7 separate regions of the Mus musculus genome follow, and all the other regions are linked to region 1. A link is a contact called in public ChIA-PET, HiChIP or PLAC-seq and promoter capture Hi-C data. All regions are on one chromosome and are shown on one strand. The core of a region is the stretch at or near the end of the contact, and the rest is flanking DNA. Distances in the headings are between cores, read along the strand shown. Region 1 holds the start of Supt3 (SPT3, SAGA and STAGA complex component). Region 2 has its middle 23 kb from the start of Gm35097. Region 3 has its middle 130 kb from the start of Runx2os3. Region 4 overlaps Supt3 (SPT3, SAGA and STAGA complex component). Region 5 has its middle 100 kb from the start of Runx2os3. Region 6 has its middle 86 kb from the start of Runx2os3. Region 7 has its middle 42 kb from the start of Runx2os3.

Evidence for each region. Promoter capture Hi-C pulls out the DNA fragments that hold promoters and counts their contacts. ChIA-PET counts read pairs in DNA pulled down with a chosen protein or histone mark. HiChIP or PLAC-seq counts read pairs in DNA pulled down with a chosen protein or histone mark.
Region 2: a promoter capture Hi-C map of hippocampal neurons shows a contact between it and region 1, with 9 times the contacts expected there. The contact joins the enhancer-like site here to the promoter of Supt3 in region 1. A contact is called at or near these places in 9 of 39 promoter capture datasets (the 3T3-L1 cell line, cranial neural crest, embryonic stem cells and 4 more), 2 of 484 Hi-C or Micro-C datasets (the N1E-115 cell line and pre-B cells) and 6 of 115 datasets of contacts at active chromatin or transcription factors (embryonic basal ganglia, embryonic stem cells, forebrain and 3 more).
Region 3: an H3K27ac HiChIP or PLAC-seq map of acute myeloid leukemia shows a contact between it and region 1, with 5 times the contacts expected there. The contact joins the enhancer-like site here to the promoter of Supt3 in region 1. A contact is called at or near these places in 8 of 39 promoter capture datasets (the 3T3-L1 cell line, the C10 cell line, HPC-7-derived erythroid cells and 5 more), 1 of 484 Hi-C or Micro-C datasets (nephron progenitors), 8 of 115 datasets of contacts at active chromatin or transcription factors (acute myeloid leukemia, bone marrow-derived macrophages, embryonic forebrain and 5 more) and 2 of 9 other capture datasets (adipose tissue and macrophages).
Region 4: an H3K4me3 HiChIP or PLAC-seq map of the 230-238 cell line shows a contact between it and region 1, with 4 times the contacts expected there. The contact joins the enhancer-like site here to the promoter of Supt3 in region 1. A contact is called at or near these places in 7 of 39 promoter capture datasets (the 3T3-L1 cell line, the C10 cell line, the HPC-7 cell line and 3 more), 2 of 484 Hi-C or Micro-C datasets (the N1E-115 cell line and liver) and 11 of 115 datasets of contacts at active chromatin or transcription factors (the 230-238 cell line, acute myeloid leukemia, astrocytes and 6 more).
Region 5: a contact with region 1 is called in an RNA polymerase II ChIA-PET map of memory CD8 T cells, with 10 times the contacts expected there. The contact joins the enhancer-like site here to the promoter of Supt3 in region 1. A contact is called at or near these places in 14 of 39 promoter capture datasets (the 3T3-L1 cell line, 3T3-L1-derived adipocytes, the C10 cell line and 9 more), 2 of 15 datasets of contacts at CTCF or cohesin (large pre-B cells and pro-B cells), 8 of 484 Hi-C or Micro-C datasets (the 3T3-L1 cell line, the HPC-7 cell line, bone marrow-derived macrophages and 5 more), 22 of 115 datasets of contacts at active chromatin or transcription factors (the 230-238 cell line, the NIH/3T3 cell line, T-cell acute lymphoblastic leukemia and 15 more) and 2 of 9 other capture datasets (adipose tissue and macrophages).
Region 6: a FOXA1 HiChIP or PLAC-seq map of pancreatic cancer cells shows a contact between it and region 1. The contact joins the enhancer-like site here to the promoter of Supt3 in region 1. A contact is called at or near these places in 2 of 39 promoter capture datasets (cranial neural crest and neural stem cells), 2 of 484 Hi-C or Micro-C datasets (the 3T3-L1 cell line and pancreatic cancer cells) and 9 of 115 datasets of contacts at active chromatin or transcription factors (T-cell acute lymphoblastic leukemia, bone marrow-derived macrophages, effector CD8 T cells and 5 more).
Region 7: an H3K27ac HiChIP or PLAC-seq map of SST interneurons shows a contact between it and region 1, with 4 times the contacts expected there. The contact joins the enhancer-like site here to the promoter of Supt3 in region 1. A contact is called at or near these places in 1 of 39 promoter capture datasets (hippocampal neurons), 1 of 484 Hi-C or Micro-C datasets (bone marrow-derived macrophages), 4 of 115 datasets of contacts at active chromatin or transcription factors (SST interneurons, embryonic forebrain, fibro-adipogenic progenitors and 1 more) and 1 of 9 other capture datasets (adipose tissue).

Annotation. Positions count from the first base shown.
Region 1 is chr17:44,775,494-44,778,661 of GRCm38.p6, forward strand. It overlaps Supt3 (SPT3, SAGA and STAGA complex component), which reads left to right and starts at 1,673. Exons shown (of 12, transcript NM_178652.3): 1 at 1,673-1,935. It also overlaps a transcript of Runx2 not described here.
Region 2 is chr17:45,168,268-45,171,435 of GRCm38.p6, forward strand. No RefSeq gene overlaps it. Among named protein-coding and RNA genes, the nearest start is that of Gm35097, 23 kb to the left of the region's middle. Within about 2 kb of position 1,559, at least 36 of the 459 cell types and tissues checked have an H3K27ac peak or open chromatin away from gene starts, as enhancers often do. A contact at or near this core is called in forebrain and hippocampal neurons, where this site is marked.
Region 3 is chr17:44,432,657-44,435,824 of GRCm38.p6, forward strand. No RefSeq gene overlaps it. Among named protein-coding and RNA genes, the nearest start is that of Runx2os3, 130 kb to the right of the region's middle. Within about 2 kb of position 1,570, at least 24 of the 459 cell types and tissues checked have an H3K27ac peak or open chromatin away from gene starts, as enhancers often do. A contact at or near this core is called in acute myeloid leukemia and pro-B cells, where this site is marked.
Region 4 is chr17:45,118,721-45,121,888 of GRCm38.p6, forward strand. Supt3 (SPT3, SAGA and STAGA complex component) reads left to right here. Exons shown (of 12, transcript NM_178652.3): 12 at 423-570. The coding sequence ends at 464. Among named protein-coding and RNA genes, the nearest start is that of Gm35097, 27 kb to the right of the region's middle. Within about 2 kb of position 1,566, at least 88 of the 459 cell types and tissues checked have an H3K27ac peak or open chromatin away from gene starts, as enhancers often do. A contact at or near this core is called in the 230-238 cell line, the HPC-7 cell line, the N1E-115 cell line and 4 more, where this site is marked.
Region 5 is chr17:44,455,452-44,458,619 of GRCm38.p6, forward strand. No RefSeq gene overlaps it. Among named protein-coding and RNA genes, the nearest start is that of Runx2os3, 100 kb to the right of the region's middle. Within about 2 kb of position 1,445, at least 36 of the 459 cell types and tissues checked have an H3K27ac peak or open chromatin away from gene starts, as enhancers often do. A contact at or near this core is called in the NIH/3T3 cell line, bone marrow-derived macrophages, effector CD8 T cells and 3 more, where this site is marked.
Region 6 is chr17:44,474,655-44,477,822 of GRCm38.p6, forward strand. No RefSeq gene overlaps it. Among named protein-coding and RNA genes, the nearest start is that of Runx2os3, 86 kb to the right of the region's middle. Within about 2 kb of position 1,472, at least 19 of the 459 cell types and tissues checked have an H3K27ac peak or open chromatin away from gene starts, as enhancers often do. A contact at or near this core is called in pancreatic cancer cells, where this site is marked.
Region 7 is chr17:44,518,649-44,521,816 of GRCm38.p6, forward strand. It overlaps a transcript of Runx2 not described here. Among named protein-coding and RNA genes, the nearest start is that of Runx2os3, 42 kb to the right of the region's middle. Within about 2 kb of position 1,628, at least 20 of the 459 cell types and tissues checked have an H3K27ac peak or open chromatin away from gene starts, as enhancers often do. A contact at or near this core is called in SST interneurons, where this site is marked.

The DNA.
Region 1 (3,168 bases), core at 423-2,922:
TTTTAATTAAAATGATCTGCATGGAATTTTTTTCTTTGGATAATCTGTCTTCTGTTTTTACAGCAGTTTGTTTGTTTGTTTGTTTATTTATTTTTATTATAAGACAGCTCAGTCTTAAAAATCAAGGCTGACCTTGACTTCTCCAATGCTGGGATTACACGCCCAGCCCAATCTCCTATTTCTTGGCAATGTACTAAAAAAGTCTTTTCACCTTTTGTATATAATCTAGTCTTAATTTTTAAGGAAATAATGACAATTTTTGGCTACTTTCCCATATAGCTCGCACTCAGCTTTGGGCAGAGTGAGCCTGGATCTTACACTTCATGTTGACCCTCCACATCCTAAATCTACTCTTGGAAGTGTATTTGGCAAATATTGAAGTGTCTGGCAGTTACAGAGGACTAAGCACAAGACAATTGCAATCCAGAGAGGAGATGATCAGATGAATGGCTGTTTTAAAGACACTCAGCAAATAGGATTATTTCAGAACTCATACATTCATAGGCAAGACATTAATGAAGTAAGTAGTGCTTGAAAAGACCTGGTAAAGGTGAATGTGATGGTTTGTATATGCTCGGCGCAGGGAATGGCACTATTAGAAGGTATGGCCCTGTTGGAGTAGGTGTGTCATTGTAGGTGTGGGCTTTAAGACCCTCATCCTTGCTGCATGGAAGCCAGTTTTCTACTACCATCCTTCAGATGAAGATGTATAACTCTCAGCTCCTCCTGCACCATTCCTGCCTGGATGCTGCCATGCTCCTGTCTTGATAATGGACTGAACCTCCGAACCTGTAAGCTAGCCACAATTAAATGTTCTTTTAAGAGTTGCTTTGGTCATGGTATCTATTCACAGCAGTAAAACCCTAGCGAAAAAAGTGACTAATATAAATAATAATAGTAAAAATAATATAATAAAAATAATATTTGAAATGGTAGGATAGTGGATATTTTCTTTTCTAAACAGCCGAGTGAAAACATCACACACAATTGTCTCCAGTTCATTAAGGTACTACACCTGCAACCATCAAACACGGGAAGACAGGTCATACATACAATTCAATATAAGTGGTGCAAGGAAAAATCACCACTGCTTGTTTATAAAGCTTCCCCAATAGTGAAAGTTATTAACTAAAGCATGCTTTTTAAAGTAATGGAACTTTGTAGAAAGGAACGGGGGTGGGGTGGGGTAACTTTGCAGATGAGTTTTCACAGGCTTTCGATTTTGCGCAAGGGCCGGTAGGGGTGGGTAGGTGGGTGTTCCCAGGTCCTAGAACGGACTGAGTCCTCACACAGTGCTTCTCTGAGGAGAGAGTCTTTCCTAACTCTGCGCCCCTTTGTCATTGGAAACAATTCTGGTCACCTGACCAACCCCTGAAGAGAAGCTTGCATAGACCTTCTCCCAGTGCAGATCACCGACTCTCAATAATCCTAGCTCCTCGGGCTCACTCCTACGGTCTGCAGAGTCACCACAGGCCAAATCCAGCTCCTCTGCCAGATCGCTCACTCGACTCATCACAACTCCCGCTCTGAGGCTCCGCCGCGTGGCTGCGGGCCGCTCCGTACGCCGAGGCGGGAGCGCGAAGCCCCGCCCCCGGAGTGTGGCGGAAGTAGAAGAAGCAGGCCCGCGACCGCGCGCGCTGGCCAGCCGGGTGCGCATGCGCTCTCGCCGCACGGCTTGGCCCGTCCCTCTAGTCACCCCAGGCTCCGCTACCCCCGCCCCGCCCCTCATAGTGGCGCTCTCGCCATCTTACCCCCACCCCCTCCAGCCTAGCTCAGTCACCTTTTCCCTTTCTACAATCTCTGGTTCCCCCCACTCCCCGCCCCCCTGCCCGTCGTGTCCCGGGGCCGCCGCCGCCGCAGACACCGCGCCATCTCTGTCCCCTCTCATTCTCCACGCGGGACGCGCAGCCGTGCCTCCACGTGTCTTAAGCAGAGGTTGTGGGGGCGCGTGGGGGCGGCGGGGAGTGGGGCGAGGTCATGGGAACTTGAGGGACGTCGTGGCAGCCAAATGCCTGGCCCGGGGCTGCGGGCCCAGCCGGATGCAGGCCGCCGAGCGTGGGGTGCCCCGTGGCTCCTCCCCGTTGTCGGTGGGCGTGAGGCAGGGGAGCCCTCGGGGCCGGGCGGAGAGGCACCGTTTAGGCTTGTCACCCAAATGGGTGGGAAGTCCTCCAAGAAGGCAAGCTAGGAAGCTAGGAAGTGGTAGTGGAAGGAAGTGCAGTGTGCATGCAGGCTGAGGGACAGAGGACACAGAGATGTTGCTGTCAGAGCTCGCCTCTGGGACCCCTGGGGAAATAAATCATTTAGCCGGTGGTGTCGGGGGGTATAGATGGGGATCATCGCAGCCTAGCTCAAAACTCAGGTTTATGGGAGAAGATCTGTGTGCTAAAAGCTTGTATCACGCCAGCTGTGATTAATTACGTTTGAGCTCCAAGGAAATTGTCTGTCATCTTGCCTTCTATATTGGAAGTCAGGCTAGTTGATGTGACAAGTGATAAGAGTTATAGGGATAGTGGAATATATTTGACGGTCAGACAGGATCCCAGTAGCAGTGTTGTTACTGAACACCCGGATTAAAATTAGCTTTATGTCCTTGGAATTAGTAGACTCAGGAAGAAACCAGTACATATTTATCTGGGATAAAACCTGAGTTCTCAGTATTTTTGAGTTAGTTCACTGTTAAAAGATTTACTTAAAGAAAGAAACAACTGGTAGAATTTCTGCGTGTTCCAGCGAGGCGGAATATGACTACTAAGATAATGTTTTGCACAACCAGACCTTACTTTAACCATACTATTGCAAGCTTCCCACCCTTTTCCGGCTGCACTGCCCAAGGGGACTTTATGCCAAGCTGGAAATGCTATACTCTATGGGCTACCAATATGGTAACCACCGGGTGCAGGTGGCTCTGATGAGCTTGATTTTTTAATTGGTTAGCAAATTAATTACAATGTAAGTAAGTAGACACACAGGCATGGTGCTTATTGCATGGGATCCCACAGGTCTGAAAAAGTTGAGAGATTGAGAGCCAGTTGCAGTTTTTTATTTGGTTGAGTTTTAAGTCAGGCCAGCTTTTGAACTATTTATGCTTTTAAAAGGACTCGTAATTAGAATCTCTATAATGCCTTTCATTCAAATTGTAGATCTGCTAGTATTTATTTACAGCTTGGC
Region 2 (3,168 bases), core at 309-2,808, 390 kb after region 1:
GAGAGTTCTACATCAGGATCCACAGGCAGCAAGACTGTGAGCCACTGGGCCTGGCTTGAGGTTCTGAAATCTCAAAATCCATGCTCTACCGACACACTTTCTACCAGGCCACACCTACTTCAACAAGGCCACACCTCCTATTAGTGCCACTCTCATGGAAACCACTTTTGTTCAAACCATTATAATGCCTTAGCATGCTCTGACCCCATCCCAACAAGTCCTTCACCTGAACACTACCAAAGAATTACTTGCGGGACTAACTACTAGCCTCCAACCCCTCCATCTCCACCCCCTCCCCCCTCTGCCCCTCCCCCCATGGGCAGTCTGTCTTCAGGGAAACAAAAGCAGTTCTGCCCTATGAAAATGTCAAGGTAAGGAAGTAAAGAGACAGCTCAGCAGTTAAGACTTCTCTTCGAGAAGACCAGGGTTTGATTCTCAGCACCTGCATGGCAGCTCTTAAGCACCTATGACTCCAATTCTGGGGAATCCCATGCCCTCTTCTGACCTCATGGGCACCAGGCATACATGTGGTACACAGACAGACATGCAAGCAAAACACTCATACACATAAAATTATTATATTTGTCTATTTATTTGTTGTTATCTGTTTGTTTATTAAAAAAAAAAAGAAATGCCCTCAACCACAAAGACTCATTTAAGAAGGAGGGAGAAAGGGGAGAGGAAGAGGGAGAGGGAGAAATGATATCAGGGTCACAGTTTCACATGGCCAAAGCCTTGTTACAGAGTGGAAGGGAATCTCAGGGTTGAGCCAATAGTGTGGAGGCCTCAGGACGAGCCCAGACAGTGGACAGGGCCCGAAGGCTCCTGAATCCATCTGGATTGCCATGTTCATGTTCACTGGCCTCTAGCCAATCTCTTCCATCAAATGGACTCTGCTATTTATTCCTTTTATTCTTCAGGGACGCTGGGGGGGAATCGATGAAATACAAAATCAAATGCGTGTTAAGCTTCTGCAATGTGAGTTCAGACAGATTGTCTGCTCGCCTATGCATGTCAAATGACTCTGAGAGCTTTTATGTGGGTGTAAAGTTTGGGGTTTGTAGGGGAAAAAATACAGCATATTTCATAGCATAATTGTGGAATTTTCTCTGCAGAAGCGCGTGGCCTGCACAGCCCTGAAATGTTTTGACAGCTCAGCCCACTAGATGCTTATCCCTCTGCCTGAGTCCCCTTACACACACACACACACACACACACACACACACACACACACACACACACACACACACACACGGCAGCTGCCACCCTGCCCCCAGAGACCAGCTGCTGGAGCCTCACTTACAAATCCCCTCATCCTGTTCTGCTGTGGGAAATGCATTCCCCATCAGCTCGCTGCTCTTAAAGCACACTTGAAGGGCTAGCTTCTTTCTCGCCTTCTTTCTTTTGGAATCTGCAACAACAAAGATTTCATTACCTAGCACAGCAACTTCTACAGCCAGAGGGATGCAAGATTTCACTCTACCTGGATGAGGTCCATATGCGACAGGGCAGCCCTGAGAAGGGCAGAGTCGGGGAGAGGAGAGTGAGCAGGCACCTTCTGTGCTGTCAATCCTCCAACAGCACTGTGCGGAGCTCTTCTCTGTTGGGTGCTGCCTCTCACCTCAGAGCCCTCTGGTTTGTGGATTACCCATGTGTAGTGGCTATTCCTGGTTGTCAACTTGACAATATTTGGAATGAACTACAATCCGGAATTGGAAGGCTCACCAGTGACCCTTATCTGGAGGCTTGGAGATCCTTATCTGGATCTTGGTTTGAAGATCTTGAGCCATAGTGGCTATGGATTCCAGAAGATTGAATCTCTGAGTTTAAGGAACACACCTTTAATCTGGGCTACGCCTTTCATCTGGGATTAAAGGTGTGGTGGGACACACCTTTAATCTGGGCTACACCTTCTGCTGGAGACAATATAAGGACATTGGAAGAAGGGAGTCTAGCTCGAGCTCTTGCTCCTTCGCCTGCTTGCTGCGTGAGACTGAGTAACTGCTAGATCCTTGGACTTCCATTCACAGCTGCGACTGAATCATTGTTGGGAATTGGGCTGCCGACTGTAAGTCATCAATAAATTCCTTTACTATCTAGAGACTGTCCATAAGTTCTGTGACTCTAGAGAACCCTGACTAATACACCATGTGAGGAATTCCTCCCTCCTGACAGCCATCATGCCCCAGCTGACACTATTCGTTCCCTCTGCCTGCTTTTTCCTCCCTGGGTTCCAAGTCTCCTTCCCCCAGAACATCAGCGCTAATAGGCTAAGAGAACGCTGAGCCCCAAGGCTCTTCCTTCTAAACAGAAAGCATTCATAAAGCCACTGTGAGACAGACAGCACATGGTCCGTGCAGCCCTGAAATGTTTTGACAACTCACCCCACTAGATTCTACCCACCAAAACAGCCAGAGGTTAGGTTCATGCGTCTCTCTCCATGTTCATTTCTTATTTATCTGAACCAAAGCCATAGAAAACACAAATAAGAAACTAAGAAAGGCAGGCAGACTCCTATGGTCTCAAGAGGAAGAAGGCCAGGGCCCCTGCACGCAGCCCTCAGAAAGCAATTCTTTGCTTCAGGGATTCCTGTCTGACTGGGGGCTGTGGAGAAGGGGCAGGACTTCTTACCCTGGGGCATGACTGGGTGCCTTTTGCATCCTCCACTGTCGCTGTCCCAGCTCCTCCCTGTTCCACCTGCTCTCCTGGAAATGCTGTCACTGATACATTAAAATGGGGACTCATTTTAATGGGTCCAGACAGACCACACCAGGCCAAAGCAGTTCCACGCGTCAGAGGTTTATTGGAGACAAAGAGGGGAAAGAGAGAAAGACAAGGGGAAAAGGGTCAAAAGTGAGGAAGGGTCTGCCTTTTATTTAGGCTGTGACATAACCTGCTCAGAGGTGAGTGTTGGAAGTGGGCTCTGGGAAGATATGCAGTTGCCCTGGCAACCGATGTCACCTATGTGTGACATTCCTGAGTTTGGAGCTGATCTGCCAAACTGGTTCTTGATACCAACAGTCACCTCCAGTCAGACCACTCATGACAAGCTCAGGGGGATGCTGGGTGTTAGATCTGAGAGAGAGTACTATCAGCAGAGACACTGGGTCATGGAGTCCTGACAGAGCTTATAAGACAAATGCACAAGATGTGGTTCATCTCTTCATA
Region 3 (3,168 bases), core at 320-2,819, 340 kb before region 1:
ATCGCTTATCCAGATGTGAGGGTGGATATCTGGGACAGGACCAGCCAGAAACCGCAGCCCTTTCCTCCAGCTTGTAGCTTGTTACTGTAACTCAACCGTACTCTGCCGGCTACAGAAGCCCTGCATTAATATGTGGTACAACAACAATAACACAGGAGGGGATAAAGTTAACCAAACACTCACAGGAATCTGGAAAAGAGGGGGGGGGGGAAGCTGGGCCAGGGCAGGAGGGAAACAGGGAGGAGAGCCAACTCAGGTTTGTTTGTCAGCTCCACACAACACTGAAAATGAAACCTCCAAGTGTGTGGTGGTCTGAAAACTTCCCCTTTTCTCACCTACTGTGAACAGCTTTTACCCAGGGACAAGACTTCCTGCAGCTTTCTTCAGGAAATTAGCAAATGCCTCTGTTTGGAACTTCAGGTTGCAGGAACCCACAGCAAAGCCAGAAAGGGCCTCAAGAACCACAGAGTGCAGGGCTTCTCCTTCAAAAGAAATTTCTGGAAGCCCAGACCTGGACCACAGAGGGGACAGGAGAGGGAGGGTAAAGAAGCAACTGCTTTCTAGCCTCCCTTTGCACCTTTGCCAGTGACCTTTAGGAGACTCTTTCCCCAAGCTGCCCAGACAGCCTCCAGCAACCCATTAAATTCATTAAGCCTTGAATTTTTTTTTCCATGTGTGAAGTGGCAATGATACAGCCTGCCTAGAGGAGATGCATCCAGGATTAGAGAAAGCCCTGGCCTAATACCTGATCCAAATACTTTCATTTGTTTCTGAATTCATAAACACTGAAAAACCACCTACTATGTGCCACACATTATAGGGCCAGAATTCCTGAAAGTAGGAACTGTACATACAAACAGGGAGTGTCACATGATGACATGATGAATATGTAAACAGGTCAGTGTACACAAAGATGGGCACTACCATGAAAAGGGAAAGAGGAGCAGATCTGCTGGGGAGCCAGGGATATTTGGGGATTAGTATCAAGCATCAAGTATCTCTTGAAAGGTCTCTTTGAAAGACAGCAAGGTTCTGGCTCAGTGGGTGAAGATACTTGCCACCCAGTTTGATGACACGAGTCTCATCCCTCAACAACCATATGGCAGAAGGAGAAAACTGACTACTACAAGTTGTCTTCTGACTTCCACATGCGCACCATGGCACCAAGGCATGTCCTAGGTCACAAAGGAAACCCGTCGGCTCAGATAATTGGTCTGCCCTATGTCTACCCTTGCTGTTGAACCTGACTGGCTCATCAAAATCAATGCTGTGGAATATCTCAGATACGCCTCGCTAGAGATCTCACTCTTCTGCCCAAGGATTGTTTCTGAGGCTTGGTGAGTGTAGTGGTTGAAACTGAGACAACTCTTGGGCCTGTGTCCGTGTGGGAGAGTTCAGATTAGGTTAGTTGAGGTAGGATGCCCCATGATCAGTGCCATCGATGGACTGAGGTTCTAGGTTGAACAAAAAACGATTAAGAGAGTGGAGCAAGCATTCAGATCTCTCTGCTTCCTGCCTAGGAATGCAGTGTGAGCGGTCAGTTTACACTTGTACTGCCATGGGGATGCCATGATTGACTGAACCCTCAAACCACAAGCCAAAATAAACCAACCCTTCCTTCCTTAGCTCTCATTTTGTCTAATATTTTTGCCACAGCAGCAAGGAAAATACCTAAGGCATAGGGCCTGGGACTCATCTCTAACCATTCGGTGAGCCAGGAGCATCGAGCAAATTTCACATGGCTAGTTGGCTGATGGGTTTCCTCCAGCCCATAAAATGAGGAGTTAAGGCAAGTAAGCTCTGTATTTCACACCACTGTGACTCTCACCGAAGGGGCCCACTTGACAGGTAAGAGTGACACATTTATTAATGGTGGGGTTTGTGCTCTTCCTGTCTTGGCTTAGACCCTCACAGTGCCCCGCAGCAGACCCCAGACTGACTTCTTTCCCCAGGTCCCCTGAGCCTGTTGCATATTGAGGAGCCTTTCCCCTCTCCCCTTGAGTGTCAATCCTCCCAAGGCCCTGTGCTCTCCTCGGCTTGCCTTCAGAGCCAGTGCTGAGAAGAGAGATTTATTTCTTCTACTTTCTGTGGAGAGAGCTTCACAGAAGATGTATTGTTCCCAGCTAGATTTTCATCAATGCTGTGGAAGAGGCAGGAAATCTCCTCCCCAGAAATAATGTCAAATGTCTTAGAAGTCATTGACTGAAAACGCATTAAAGAGAAACCTATAACGGGTTCACTTAAGTATCACGCAGGGTATCTATATTTTACATGGAAATGTGACGTGATGCCTACACACATGTTAAGGTAAGTTATCTCAGGGTCAGATGGGCATTTGTAGTAGGATTTCTCTCTCTCCCCCATAATGCACCATGAATTATGCTGCTATTGGTATAACAAGGGTCATAACCAAGAAGAAATAGCTGCCCCGCTGAGGTTTTTCTTTTATACTGAAAATATTCAGATGGGACATGCAACACACGGCTCTTCACTCCCAGCCTCAACTACAGTCATCGAGTTCAGCTTAACATGTTTTTCTTCAGTTTAAGATGAACCAAGAGTCCCCTGACTGTGGTCTCTCCGTTCGATTGGTACCCATAGAACATCTTCTTCTACAAGTATTCTCACATCCACTGTGCTAAGTTCATCTTTACAAACAGAAAGACCCCACTTAGAAATATGAAATTTCACTGGGCATAGAGAGGTGTCAGGGGTCAGGAGACTAAGGCAGCAGGGGCAGCTTGAGCTCAAGGCTAACCTGTGCTACAGTGTGGGACTCTATCTCAAAAAAAAACAAACAAACAAAACAAAACAAAACAAAACAAACCCCCTCAAACAGAAATGGGGTGGGGAAATGGGGGAAGGCAGGGGAGAAGGAGAATTTGTAGAAAGGTCATGCTCCAGTCTTCCCGCTCTTCATTTCTCTAAGATGTAATCTGATCAGCCATTTATTTTATGGGCATATTGGCACATTCTCAACTAGTCTAATAATTAAAAAACATGACCATCTTCAGCTCTGACACTGGTACGTTCAAGTAGCTTCTCTATATTTCTGGGCTCTGCTCGTTCTCCCTGGCTGGTTGTCCAGCTGGTTTTGATCATCTCTTCTCTTGGGGAGAGACAGCACGAGGGAGGCAGAGATGAGGGTCTGATTCCTTTCTAGAGGTT
Region 4 (3,168 bases), core at 316-2,815, 340 kb after region 1:
CACTCCAGACTATAAATTATGCCTGGGAAGACAGTAATGAGTCAGTAATTTATAGACTATTACAATGCTTAGTTAGAACAGACTGCGGAGCATGTTGAATAGAGAACACATGTTTCCAAAAGACAAACAGACCCAGCACATCTCTTCCTTGGCTCAACCAACCCCAATCCATTAACAGGACAAAATGGGATGCCTTATTTTGCATATCACCCACTTCCCCAAAATAGACTCCCTAACCACTTGTTAACCACATTGACTTTAATAGACAGAATGGTCGCTATAGCTGTGCCACCAGAAATATTCATATTCAGTGTCCTATTAGCTCGTAGCCAGCAGTCTACAAAACAGGAAGAAAGCCTCTGCCTCCTCTCCTTGTTCGACTTGATGCGATAATTCATTGCAGATTTCTTTGTCTTTGACAGAGTGCCTACCGAAGGAGTGGGATGGCTTTCCTGGCCTGCTGAGGGGACCATGGCCGTGCCTGCCGCCACGAAGAGGGAGTGGTTCACCGAGGTCATTCTTGCCTGTCCTGCCGGAAAATAAAATAGGATTTTATGTTCTCCTGCCCTAGGGAGTGGCCTGCTTTGTTTCTGACTCTTCAACCGTCTGACTACAGCTCTTCCCCATCCTCCTCAGCCTTGTTTACTGAATGGGCCATTGCCTAATTAATGGCAGGATGTTGGGGATGGTGTGTAGGTGGACAGAAATGCACATCACACAATTTTGGAGTTTGAATTTGGCACAGATTTGCTGCCCTCAGCTCCTAAGTCTTAAAAGCGGTGTTGTGCGTTTTTTTCCCCCTCCAGTGTTTAGTCTGCCTTTTATATGATGCATTTTTATGATTCAGATTTGGGACAAAAGAGACAAAATTTAGATGAGTCAGTGTACCCTTCCCACTGACCCACCAACTGTGCTTTCCAACACTGTTGATTGTCTCTGTGTGCATTTTAGAAACATAGTTACTTTATAAACATACACCCATCAGAGATTCTGCTGGTGAGACAAGCCACCTGTTCCCTCCTCCCCCATCACCTCAGTCACTGAAGAGACCATCTTTATGCGCACGCGCGTGCACACACACACACACACACACACACACACTTTCCATGCCCTTTCATAGCACAGTTTAAAATCGGGAGCACGAGGATCCTAACCCTGCAGATTCTACCCCTGATGGGGATCCAGCACTGCTTGCTGGGAGCTGCCAAGCTACCCCTCTGCCATCCGTACTTTCTCTAGTAAACGAGGAAGTGTAACTCTTGGGAACAAACCAAAATATAGCAGATGCCCCGGCATAGCTCCTGATTAATATGAATCGAGCAGGAGGAAGTTATGTCTTTCGTTCTGTAAGTGTTCCGGGTAAGAGAGAGAAGCAAGAGCAGAAGTTTCCTGTGCGAACAAACCGTTCTGAGCCTCAGTGTGCTGTGCCCTGATGTGCCGTGCCGTTCCCCGCTGTGGTTTACCTGATGTGTAACAACCGTTTTCAGGAAGAAGAATGTACATGTTATAAAAAAAAATGCAGATATTTAATATCAAAAATTGCCGAGGGGTTCTGACGTTCCACCCGCGCTTATTGAAAAGTATGATTATGCTTTTTCTTTTCATCGTCACTCTCATTGCCCTTGGCGTCCCTAATCATGGGAAATTATAGCCCTGCAGTAAGCATCCTTATGCTGGAAATGGCAAGCTTATTGTATTTGGTTTCCATCTGCCAGAAGATCTCAAAGTTTCAGGGGCTGAGATCTCCCATTGAAAACCCTTCTCTGCCCCGCATTATATATTTGAAAACTGCACCAGGTAAAAAATGCAAGGTTTTCTTTTTCCCCTTCGTTTTCTTCTACCTAATCTCCTCATAGTCCCGGGAAGGGAAGACTCAGCGCACATTTCTCTCAGGAACACGACAGCTCTGTGTTTGTGTTGGTCTGCTGTATGTTTGTCTATCTTGAACTGTCTGACAGGTAATTATTTATAAAATCTGCTTTTGCCCAGGGAGCTCACATAATCACTTTCACTTTTCATCATCGTCCAGAAAGCTGAAGGTAAAATGAAACAAGGTCTTTTGTGTCTTTCCTGAGCGAGCCGAGATGTGCCCATAGTCGCTCAATATTAATAGTTTTAATTTTTTTCTCTTTCCTACACGTGGGCTCTTCCCCTAGCCCATTGAACAAGACTAAATTAGAAGTACGACAAAATTTTATAGACAGTGATATAGATAAAATTTAGAAGAAAAATCTCACAAATGATACTTCCATAAACTATACCCTCAGATTAAAGTGTCACCTATTATCACAGTAGAGAAGGCAGCTGTGAGGGCCATTGGGAATTGTCACATACTTAGATGCAAACGAGCCTGGCCTAGACAAGCAAATGACTGTCCTGGGTCACCGTCTGTGATTCCCGAAGCCTTAACACATACTTTACCACCCTGGACTTATGAGACTGTCAGCCAGACACAACAGGGCTCTCATATTTATTCTGTACAATAGCATAAACTTATTTCTTAAAGATACTGATTATACACACAGCTAAAGTATAAATGTGGAATCATAATAGTGAAATCTTTGAAGGGCTGTGCCAGTAAATGACACACTTTCTACACATAAGGCCCAACTCTCAATCAGGTAGCAATACACAGACAGTTCCTGGGTGGGATTTTATTGTTGTTGTTGTTAATCCCCTGTACTTTAGCAAACTTAAAAGTAAATAAACCCAAAGATAGTAAATAGCTTCTCTTCTGGAAAATTGATGTGGCCCCGTAGGTAAGGAAAAAGGAAGCAGAAACCTTCTACTGCCTAAACTCACAAGTGTGACTTTCTGGAAATGCCCTTTTGGGGTCATGTCTAAAGGGAGTGCCTTCACACATGATAATAGTTGAGATTCAAAAATAATGTTCCAGATTAAGGTTTTTATTTAAAAAACATCAGAAATGCAAATATTTTTAAATATACAGTGTATATAGATAGCTCCTGTGAGGCTGTCTGGTCTTTGTTTTTAAAAAGTAGTAAACAGGGGCTGGTGAGATGGCTCAGTGGGTAAGAGCACCCAATTGCTCTTCCAGAGGTTCTGAGTTCAAATCCCAGCAACCACATGGTGGCTCGCAACCATCTGTAACAAGATCTGACTCCGTCTTCTGGTGTGTCTGAAGACAGCTACAGTGAACTTACATAT
Region 5 (3,168 bases), core at 195-2,694, 320 kb before region 1:
CCACGACCAAAAGCTCTAAACTCATCTACCATGAACATTTATGAATTCCTCTGTCGCAAGAGAGAGTTCTAAAGAGAGAGGCAGAAGAAGGAGGTCCCTGCCCAGCTTCTTTTCTTCACAGCTGTGTGCCTTCAGGGAGCAGCTCTCCCTCTCTGAGAGACTCCTCGTCCTTTGAAGTTCTAACTCTCGATGCTACCCAGCACCCACATAGCACTGGGAAATGTGTCTTATCTTTCCTAGGTAGAGTGATGAAGAACAGTTCATCGCAGGCAAAGCTATAGTGGGTCTGGCAAGGGATATCAGCTTGGCCAACCCCAGGTGAGTGTAAATGAACAGACAGGCTCAGCTGAGCTTCTCCGGGCAGCAGCGGGGCTATAGGGTGCTGTGTTCCACACAAGAATCCAGCAGAGGGGGATGTTGCACAGAGGCAGCTTTCTTTGAGCTAGTCACTGGGAGTGTGCAGACTCTGAGGGGAGGAAATGTGTCTTTTCATCCTTTCAGGACCCCCAAATGCACCCTCCACTCATCGTGATTCGTTGGGTTGCAGCTCCAAGCCCCTGCACAGGTACAGGAAAGCCCCTTGCGATCTTCCTGTGCATTTAACCTGAGGAATTGTCCCTTCCCGCTTGCAAATGACAACACTATTTTAGCTGCTGTCGGAAGTTGGAACCTGGCAAGATCAACAGTTTTAAAAGACTCCTTAACCCAGAGGAGGTTTCCCCTTCCCTGCCCCTCCCCAGTCCTCTCCCTTCCTAGACATCAAGGACTGAGATCATCTGCAAAAGAACGAAAAGTAGAGTTCTGCTTTCCTGGCCCAACACCCTCACCCTTTCCTTTTTTTTTTTTTTTTTCTTTTTTCTTTTTTCTTTTTTCTTTTTCATGTTGACAGTGATGTTTAAAATCTTTCTCTTCAAATACAGATTGGCACCTGGGTCTGTAATCTCTCACCATCTTCTGAGAGTGACTGGGGCTTGCTCAGCCTTTGACACAAGAGAAAAAGTGCATTAGAATTTCCGACTTCTGTGATTTCTCCCTTCCTGTTTCCTATTGAAGGAGAGTGTAGCATTAGAGGGAGAAACCCAGAGAAAGTCCCCCCACCCTCACCTCCGCCCCCACCCACCCCCACCCACCTCCACCCCTGCATCCTCGAAGAAAAAGAAGACGAGAGGGTGAGTCCTTTACAACATCTCAATAAGAAGCCATGGACACGCTATTTATCTTGTAATGTCCTTTTGAAGATGTAAGGACTCCTGATTTAAAAGGCAAGCCTGCATCTAGTTTCTCAGCATCCCCCAGGGCCAGCCTTTCTCCTGGGCAGAGAGGAGAGGATGGAGAAGGGCTGAGAAGAGAGGCCTCTGAAGTCACAGCTTCCATGGGAACCAGAGGCACCTGCCCTGCTCTGTGGTCTCAAAGCAAGCCAAGAGCTCATGAGCTGGATGTTGGTGAGAAGGGGCTCATCCCCGTCATGGGGGAAATTCTCAAGCAAAGTGTGGTATAGTTGCTTCAGTCTACCTTGGTGGGGATTTTCAAAATATTTTCTAAAGCTTAGTAGTTTTTGGAGAACACAGCCACGAAGTATTGAGGAACAAATAGTCATAGTGTTCATTATGAGATCCAGGGGGCAGAAAGAGAAGCATCCCGGCTTTGAGGGCAAACTGGCTTAAATCCCAGCTTCAACTGAAATAAGCAGAGACAGCTCACCTCGATCCATCTTCTCTAGAATACAAGGATGAGTGGTATTAGGCACTCTTCTTATTGCTGTGGCAAAAACAAAAACAAAAACAAAAACAAAAAAACAAAAAAAACCAAACCTTACCAAAGCAACTTAAGGGAAGATTTGATTTGGCTTCCCAGTTCAAGGGAACACAGTCCATCATGGCAGGGGTGGGGTGGGGGAGTCATGGCAACCAGAGCTTGAGGCACCTGTAACATAGTGTCGTTATGTTACATTCTAATGTTACATTTGAGTGTGTGAAACATCAGCAGAAAGAACTGAACGCTGATACTCAGCTCACGTCTCCTTTTTATTCAGCTTGGGGCCCCAGACCTTCCAACAAATGGTGCCACTCATATGCCCAGTGGATCTTCCCATCCCAATTTCCCAATCTGGAAAGCCTCTCACAGATATGCCTGCATTTCCTTGGTGATTTTTAATGCTGTCAGTTTGAAAATCAACATGGACCATCATGCTACTTTTAGAAATTCATTGGAATTTCATTGGCCTAAGCTGGGTAAAAGTACTAAGTGTTGTGGCCCCTAGTATGATAGGCACTCAGGAGGTGTCACCTGACATCATGGTCTTGCCAATGAAATTGTGCTACAGTTCCTTCTGACTTTTGTGGTATCAAGGTGTCCTGGGTAGGTTTTTGTCAACTTGATACAAACTAGAGTTATCTGGAAAGAACTTCAATTCAGAACATTCTTCTACCTAGATCTCCACACATGCACGTCCATAGATTATTCTCCCAATTAATGATTGATGTGCGGGAGCCCAGCCCACTGTGGGTGGTGACATTCTTGGTGCATGAGTGATATAAGAAATCAGGCTAACATCACACCTACAGTCTAGTGTCTTTGGTACAGAACGCTATTCTGCAAGCTACCAAATAGAAACGTAAACACCAACTCAACCACAAATGCTTTGATCTACAATGCTGTTCTGCCTGCAAGAAAGCCAGGACAATGGTGGCACAAAGCTTATAGGAGTTGCCAACCAATAACTTATTTGACTTAAGGCCCACCCCATGAGATGGAACCCATATGTGACACTGCTTGGGTGACCAAGTACCAGAGACTAGACAGCCTATGGACCTAGAGTAAAATTAATTACTACTGTTCTAGACAAAAATCATAACAATAAAATAATTTTAATGGCATTCCATTGACCCATAGATCAGTGCATTGTTCAACCGTCTTCACCATGCAGCCTGCATCCTCCTGCAGCAGATGGGAAAAAATACAGAGACCCACAACCAGACATTATGCAGAGACCTTTGAACACTCAGCCCTAAATGGATGTCTTCGTCAAATCTAAAGGCTCAGAAAACCCTTAGGAAGAGGAGGCAGAAAGAGTGTAAGAAACAAAGAGAATGAAGGACATTAAAGAAAGATCTTAAGACACAGAAAAGTTAAAGGAGCAGTGGATAGGTAATAGAGTTGGGTTCCAGA
Region 6 (3,168 bases), core at 222-2,721, 300 kb before region 1:
TTGGCTGTCAAGAAACTTTGGAATTCCTAGTTGATTCCTGGGACTGGTTCCTGTGGAGTTGGAATTCTATTCAGAAAGGTCTTGCTAAAGCTTTCTGTTAAAGAGCACCCCTATTTCTGTCCAGCAGTTTCATTACCTCAGAGGGGAAATTCAGGTCTTTGATCTGCTTTAAAGTTAATTGTGTACAAGGTCAGTGGTGTGGATTTGATTTCTTTCTTCTGCAGGTGTATATCCAGTTTTTCTAACACCCACCTTTAAAAACAAACAAACAACAGTGACAAACCCTGGATCTCTCACTGGGACCTAGGGCTCACAGTTAGGCTAGGCTGGCCAGCCAGCAAGCCCAGGGGCCCACCTGATGCTGTCTCCCCAGGGCTGAATTTAAAGTACTTGTCTTGTTTCACGTGGACTCTGGAGCTTGAATTCATTACTGACTGAGCTGGCTCTCGAGCCCCTGACTTCCTATTATGAAAAGACTGTTTGTTCTCTTTTAGAGAACATAGACAAGCCCTTGCTCCAGCCTCCACAAATATTTCTATAGAAGGGTTCAAGGATCAGGTTGATAGGACCCCTTTCCCACCAAGGACTTCTGCTATCAGAAGCCAAAAGCCTTATTACAGTTTGAATATATCTTCATTGTGTCCTCTATTGGATATCTGTATGAGCAGGTTGGGGTCTAGGGCAAGTCATTATGTCATAGGGTGCATCATCTTTGAAATATAGTTTTAAGGGGCCCTGGTTAGTTTTTATAAGCAGCATCTTAGCTGTGAGATCCTGGCATGAGAGCTAATTCAGTAATGTTACTGCCTTCAAAGCTTGAGACCTGGTCTGCTCCCTCAAGAGCCCACATAAAGATGGCATGCACTTGTTATCCCAGTGCTGGGGAGGCAGAGACAGGCAAGTCTCTGGCACTAGCTAGCCGGCTAGTCAAGCAGCCTACTTGGCAAGCTCCAGGACAATGGAAGCCACTGTCTCAAAATAACAGCAACTGAGGAATAGCAGCCAATGTTATCCTCTGGCTTCCACATGCCACACACGCACATGCCACACACGCACATGCACACACGCACACAACCATATACATATACACACTCTTACGGACACAGAAAGTTAGGATCCCTCTACTAAGAAACAAAGCAGCAGGAGCCCTCATCTAGGTTGTGATAAGCTAATGTTATACCTTCTAATGGCCACAGTTGCGATCTAGATGTGTTTCTTTTCTTTAGTAAGTATCCAGCCTCCAGTCTTTTGCTATAGTAACAGAAAATGGACTGGTACACACTTCATGGGACCAAGACCCTTTTTCAGGGTCATAAGCATTGTTCCTTTAACAGGCCCGCTCCTAACACTTTAAGCAATCTTACGATAAGTGGGGACACTCCCGGGTAAAAAGGCCACTACGCTTCAGCCTGTTTTTAGGCATGAATCATATTCATTGTCTTTTGTATACAAAGTGGATGACTCAACTCTGGAAGCCACCTTCTTGTAAGATGGCCTTTGCCTGGCCCGGTGAGCAAAGGCTTAGTCAAATGTTCTACTTCAGGTTAGTCTGTAATTAACAGATAATGTTCTCACTGTTGGAATAGCCCTGTTAGATGATATAAGTCCCCACTCTTAACTCACTTCTGTCTCCAACCGGAGTTACAGCCGACGAAAAGGCAAATTGTGCCATCCCCCTGCCTACAGACTCGTAGGCTTCCCCAGCTCTCTTGACATGGAACCCTCCATCTTTAGGACCTCTCTGGAGGCACTCATACAACCTAGCTCATATCCACTCTGACTTCATTCTCTACAGCTTCCCATAGCCACATCTGGGGCTAGAACACATGCCCCTGCTGCAGGTTTACCCTTGCTGTTCTTCTTTCCTGGGTGCCTATTCCCCCACATAACACAAGGTTCGCACTCGCCACTCAGTTCTCCTTGTAGTTGTAACCCTCTTCGTTCACACACAGGCACACTATATGCAGCTCCATGACTTGAATCTCTATGTCCTTTAGCCATTATGAATATGCTCTAAAGCCCTGAAGGTCTGAGATATAGCCAAACTATTCTCAGGACAACACAAATGTATTGTCACCCTCTCATGCCACCCCGATTTGCTGCTGGCATTTGTACCAGAATCATGAAAGCAAGGGAGGACAGTGCTGTATGCGTCTCTCCAGATGTGGTCCCACTCAGATAACAGCTGCATAAGGAAGAACTGGTTTCACATTGCTTTCACTTCATTGAAGGTGTTCTGTTTGATGCCACATCAGAATCAAACCAGCAATACTCTCTAAAAGTCAGTTGTGATGTGGAACCTGAAGTTGTAACAATACCATGTTTCATTAAATTCCCCCAAGAGTCCTGTACTTCCAATGTGCCTTTTACCCACATTGATGGCATTGGTGGTCACTAGACCCCCCGCTACCCATTCACTGATTAAAGGTCTCAGTTTCATGACTCCTGGAGGTACTATGTAAATGAATAATTCCATTAGGTCTAGGTCCTTGAGCACAGTTCTTCAATTCTCTAAGAATATTCATAAAGCCCTCTTCCATCAACCAAAATAGAGCCGTTGACTCAAAGGAGACTGTGTGTGGCATTGTGTGAGTTGCTAGCTTAGGTATCTGGCTATTGTATCGCAGACCAAATTTTACTTGAGACACTGCCTCCTTATAGACAGTCATGCTAACTTGGGTGTGGGTCTCTCCACAGGTACCTTCTAGAAAATAACTGTTGGTATTTGTAGCCAAAGATAAAATACAGGCTTTCAAATAAAAATTCAAAATGGTGAAAACATCTATCTACAATTTTTCTACTTAGACTTTTCTAATGAGACCGGTGATGATTTTAATAAAAGTGAGCTTAAATTTTCACTCAGGCATGGTGTCTCATGGCTGTAATCCTAGCACTTGGGAGATAGAGGCTGGAAGTTCAGAGGTTCATAGTCATCTTGAGCTGCATAATGGATTTGAGGCTAGCCTTGGTTACATGTTCCTAAGAAAAACAAAAACAAATAAACAACAACAGCACAAAACAGAGACTGTGAGAGAGCCATCTGGTAAGACTTCCAAGCCCGATGACCTGGGTTGGTTCCAGGACCTACATAGCAGAAGGACCAACTTCTGCAGTTATAAAACATGGAGGCCCTGAACCACATGCTATATGTGTGTGCGCGTGCACACG
Region 7 (3,168 bases), core at 378-2,877, 260 kb before region 1:
GATGTCCCATAGAAGAAAGCTCTGCTAACATGGAAAGACACACACACACACACATACACACACACACTCCTTCAACACTTCAGACTTCCCATGAGAACAGTGCCCAACACAGACTTCTTAGCAGGTACTGCTGAGTAAAGGCAGACTAGACAGACTCTGAAACATATCTGAAGTTGAGGGTACTCTAATCTCTGACAGTCAGGGGATCCCTCCCAGTGCTGAGGGCCTGTGACCCCTGGGCACTGGATTGTGCTTCAGAAAAATGGAAATATTTGATGCTTTCCTTTTCTGGTGTTTTTGTTTTGTTTTGTTTTGTTTTGGCTATATGTATAGGTGCCTAGGCTTATCCATCTGTGTGCCAGTGCATACATGTGTGTCTGTGTGCATGCACACATGTGCCTGTATCTATGGAGGATACTATCCCAGGTGTCATTCCTCTTGGCTTCCCATCTACTTTATTTCATTTGGTTTTGTGAGTATTTCTGGAACCTTCTGTTCACTGCTTAGGCTAGGCTGACTGGCCAGGGAGCCTTACTCTTCTTCCCAAGTGCTGGGACGGTTAGCCTGCACCACCCTGTGTTTTATGAGGGTTCTGGGCACTGAACTCTGACCCTCATGCTTGTAAGACAAGCACTTCACCTTCCAAACTACTCTGTAGCCACCACAAGATAGTTTCTTTGTGTATATGTGTGTCCCTGTGTGTGCATGCGTGTGCATGCATGTACACAGGTATAGATGCCTGGGAAGGCCAGAGGCACCAGATCCCTCTGGAAATGGAGTTACAAACAGCTGTGAGCAGCCATGTGTGGATTCTTGGAACTGAACCCCTGCCCTCTGAAAGAGCGGTGTGGGCTTTTAACTGCTGAACCATCTCTCCAACAGGAAGAATGCTTTCTTAGTTTAAAAAAAAAAATTCTTCAACCTCTTTTTTTTTTTTTTTGCTGGACTATGTTACCACTTCCAGCTTCAGCTGGAACTAGCAACTCAAAACCAGTCCCAGAAAAGTTAAGAGAGAAGAATTCAATCGCACCACCCACAAGGGAAGCAGAGTTTACAAAACAGTTTCCCCAGAGCTGGCTGTGAACACAGTAGGGAGGGTGGTCTCCCCTCCATCCCTGTCCCTGAAGCTCCTGTGCCAGAGTGTGTCTATTACCTGTTCCCCTTCTGCAAAATGTCAGCGTACAAACTCCTGGAGAGGAGCCATGGGCAATTTGGAGACAGGCTCTCCCACGTAGGGCAGAAAGGTCCCAAGTCTCAACTTTCTGTCTCCATTCATATTGTAGCTCCCAAAAGGAGGGAGACTGGCTCCTGGGAAGCCATAAAGCAGAATGGTCAGGAACCAGGATTCCAGATGCAAGAAGCCTGCCACCTCTTAGTTATATAACCTCTCGCCTCATCTTCAGCCTTAAAAACAACAACAACAACAACAAACCCTCACTTTTTGCTGGGGTATGGCTGAGAAAGGCATAACTCATGTGAAATACAGAATATAGACTTGTCACTTGGCTAAATAAATAAATAAAATAGTAAACCTCAGCCAGAATCCTGCTAACCCATGAAACCATGCCTCAGGAGGTGACTGATCACGAGGCTTTTTCTCCTGGTTGGTGGTTCCCACCTCCTGCCGCTAGATGCTCTGTTGTGTGCACGTGCATATGCGCAAGCCTGTGCCTCTTCCACAGTGCCCCCCTCCTCTTCTGCCTATTTTCATCATCTGAACACCAGGGATAACAAGTTCTACACGATCATTATAAGGTTTACAAATTCAATATTTGGAAAGTGCTGGGCACATACCAGACACTCAAACCATACTTAATGTTGCTATTAATACATTATCCTTCAAGATCCAAGTTATCATATGCACAAGTTAACCAGAGAGGGTTGGAGAAGGAAAGTCAGCAGTAGCAAGGGCCCTCCCCACCCCACGCCCACCCCTGCCTCTTTTCTCTTCTTTAGGCTGAAGTGCAACTTGGCAATTGGCTGGGGTCTGGAAAGGGAGCTGGCCAGCCACCCAGAGCGCTGCAGCGTCCAGTTACCACCCAAGCCTGCTTTCCAGCTGAATCCTGCTGGGCAGAGGACAGTGATGCCAGGCACATCACTGGCACCACCACAGGAGCAAGGAAGAATGTGCTGCAGCCACAAACACACACAAAGAGTTGGATCAAAATGGAGTCCCCGGATGAGACCACCAAGCGTATATGTTTTAGAAGGCTTGCCTTTCTCTCTGTGTCCCTGCCCAAGTGTCTGTGTCTTGCTGGCAGTGTTCAAGTCTCCTGAAAATAGAGGTTTATTATGGAAATGCTGACAGATCCTTAAATAGAGCATGGTATTTGCAACTCTGTAATTATGCCTTCATTGAAAAGCTCCAAAGAAAACATGATTTCCTTGCGCAAATAAATCAGGCAGAGCTTTAAAGGCCCAGATTTAAATCATTTGACCTATAAAGAACCATCATAGATAGGTAGATTGCAAATAATAATAGTGCCCCCCCTTTTTTTGAAAGTCTAGGCCTATACCAGAGAAATGTCTACAGACTCCCGTGATGTTTTGTAAAATTGGACCCACCTCTCACTACCATGCTCCTGTGGGAATAGGCATAGAATTAGCATGGCTACAGCATGGATGGCTACAGTAATTTGATGAGCTTGGAAACTGTCCTTGTAAAAATAAATAAGAGATATGTATCTCCACCTACTTACTCCCAGCACGAGAATATCTCTTAGATATTCACCCCACCTCACCTCTCTCTACCTCTCCACCCCACCCCTCGTTCTCTCTCTCTCTCTCTCTCTCTCTCTCTCTCTCTCTCTCTCTCTCCTGTATCTGTTCTGTATCCAAGACACGATCTGAGGCTAGATCCATAAATAACCACTTCAAGATGACACAGTGTCACAGGCAAGCCCATCAGCAACAGCCATGCCCTCCCCTGGTACAAAAGAAGCGGCAGGCACCGATCTCTGTCTTCACAGTCTCTCGTTGAAGAAGTAAAGCCACCAATCCTTTAGGATCCCATCTTGAGCTGCTTCATGTGGCGAACATTCACCATGGCTTTGCAGCTTGGCGCAAGGAGCTTACAGTCCTTGTGGCCTCCCCTAGGATAGACAAAAGTCATCCTTCACCTCTGTCACAACTCCCAGAGTGACTAGAGGAGTTACTCTGAACAGTGGA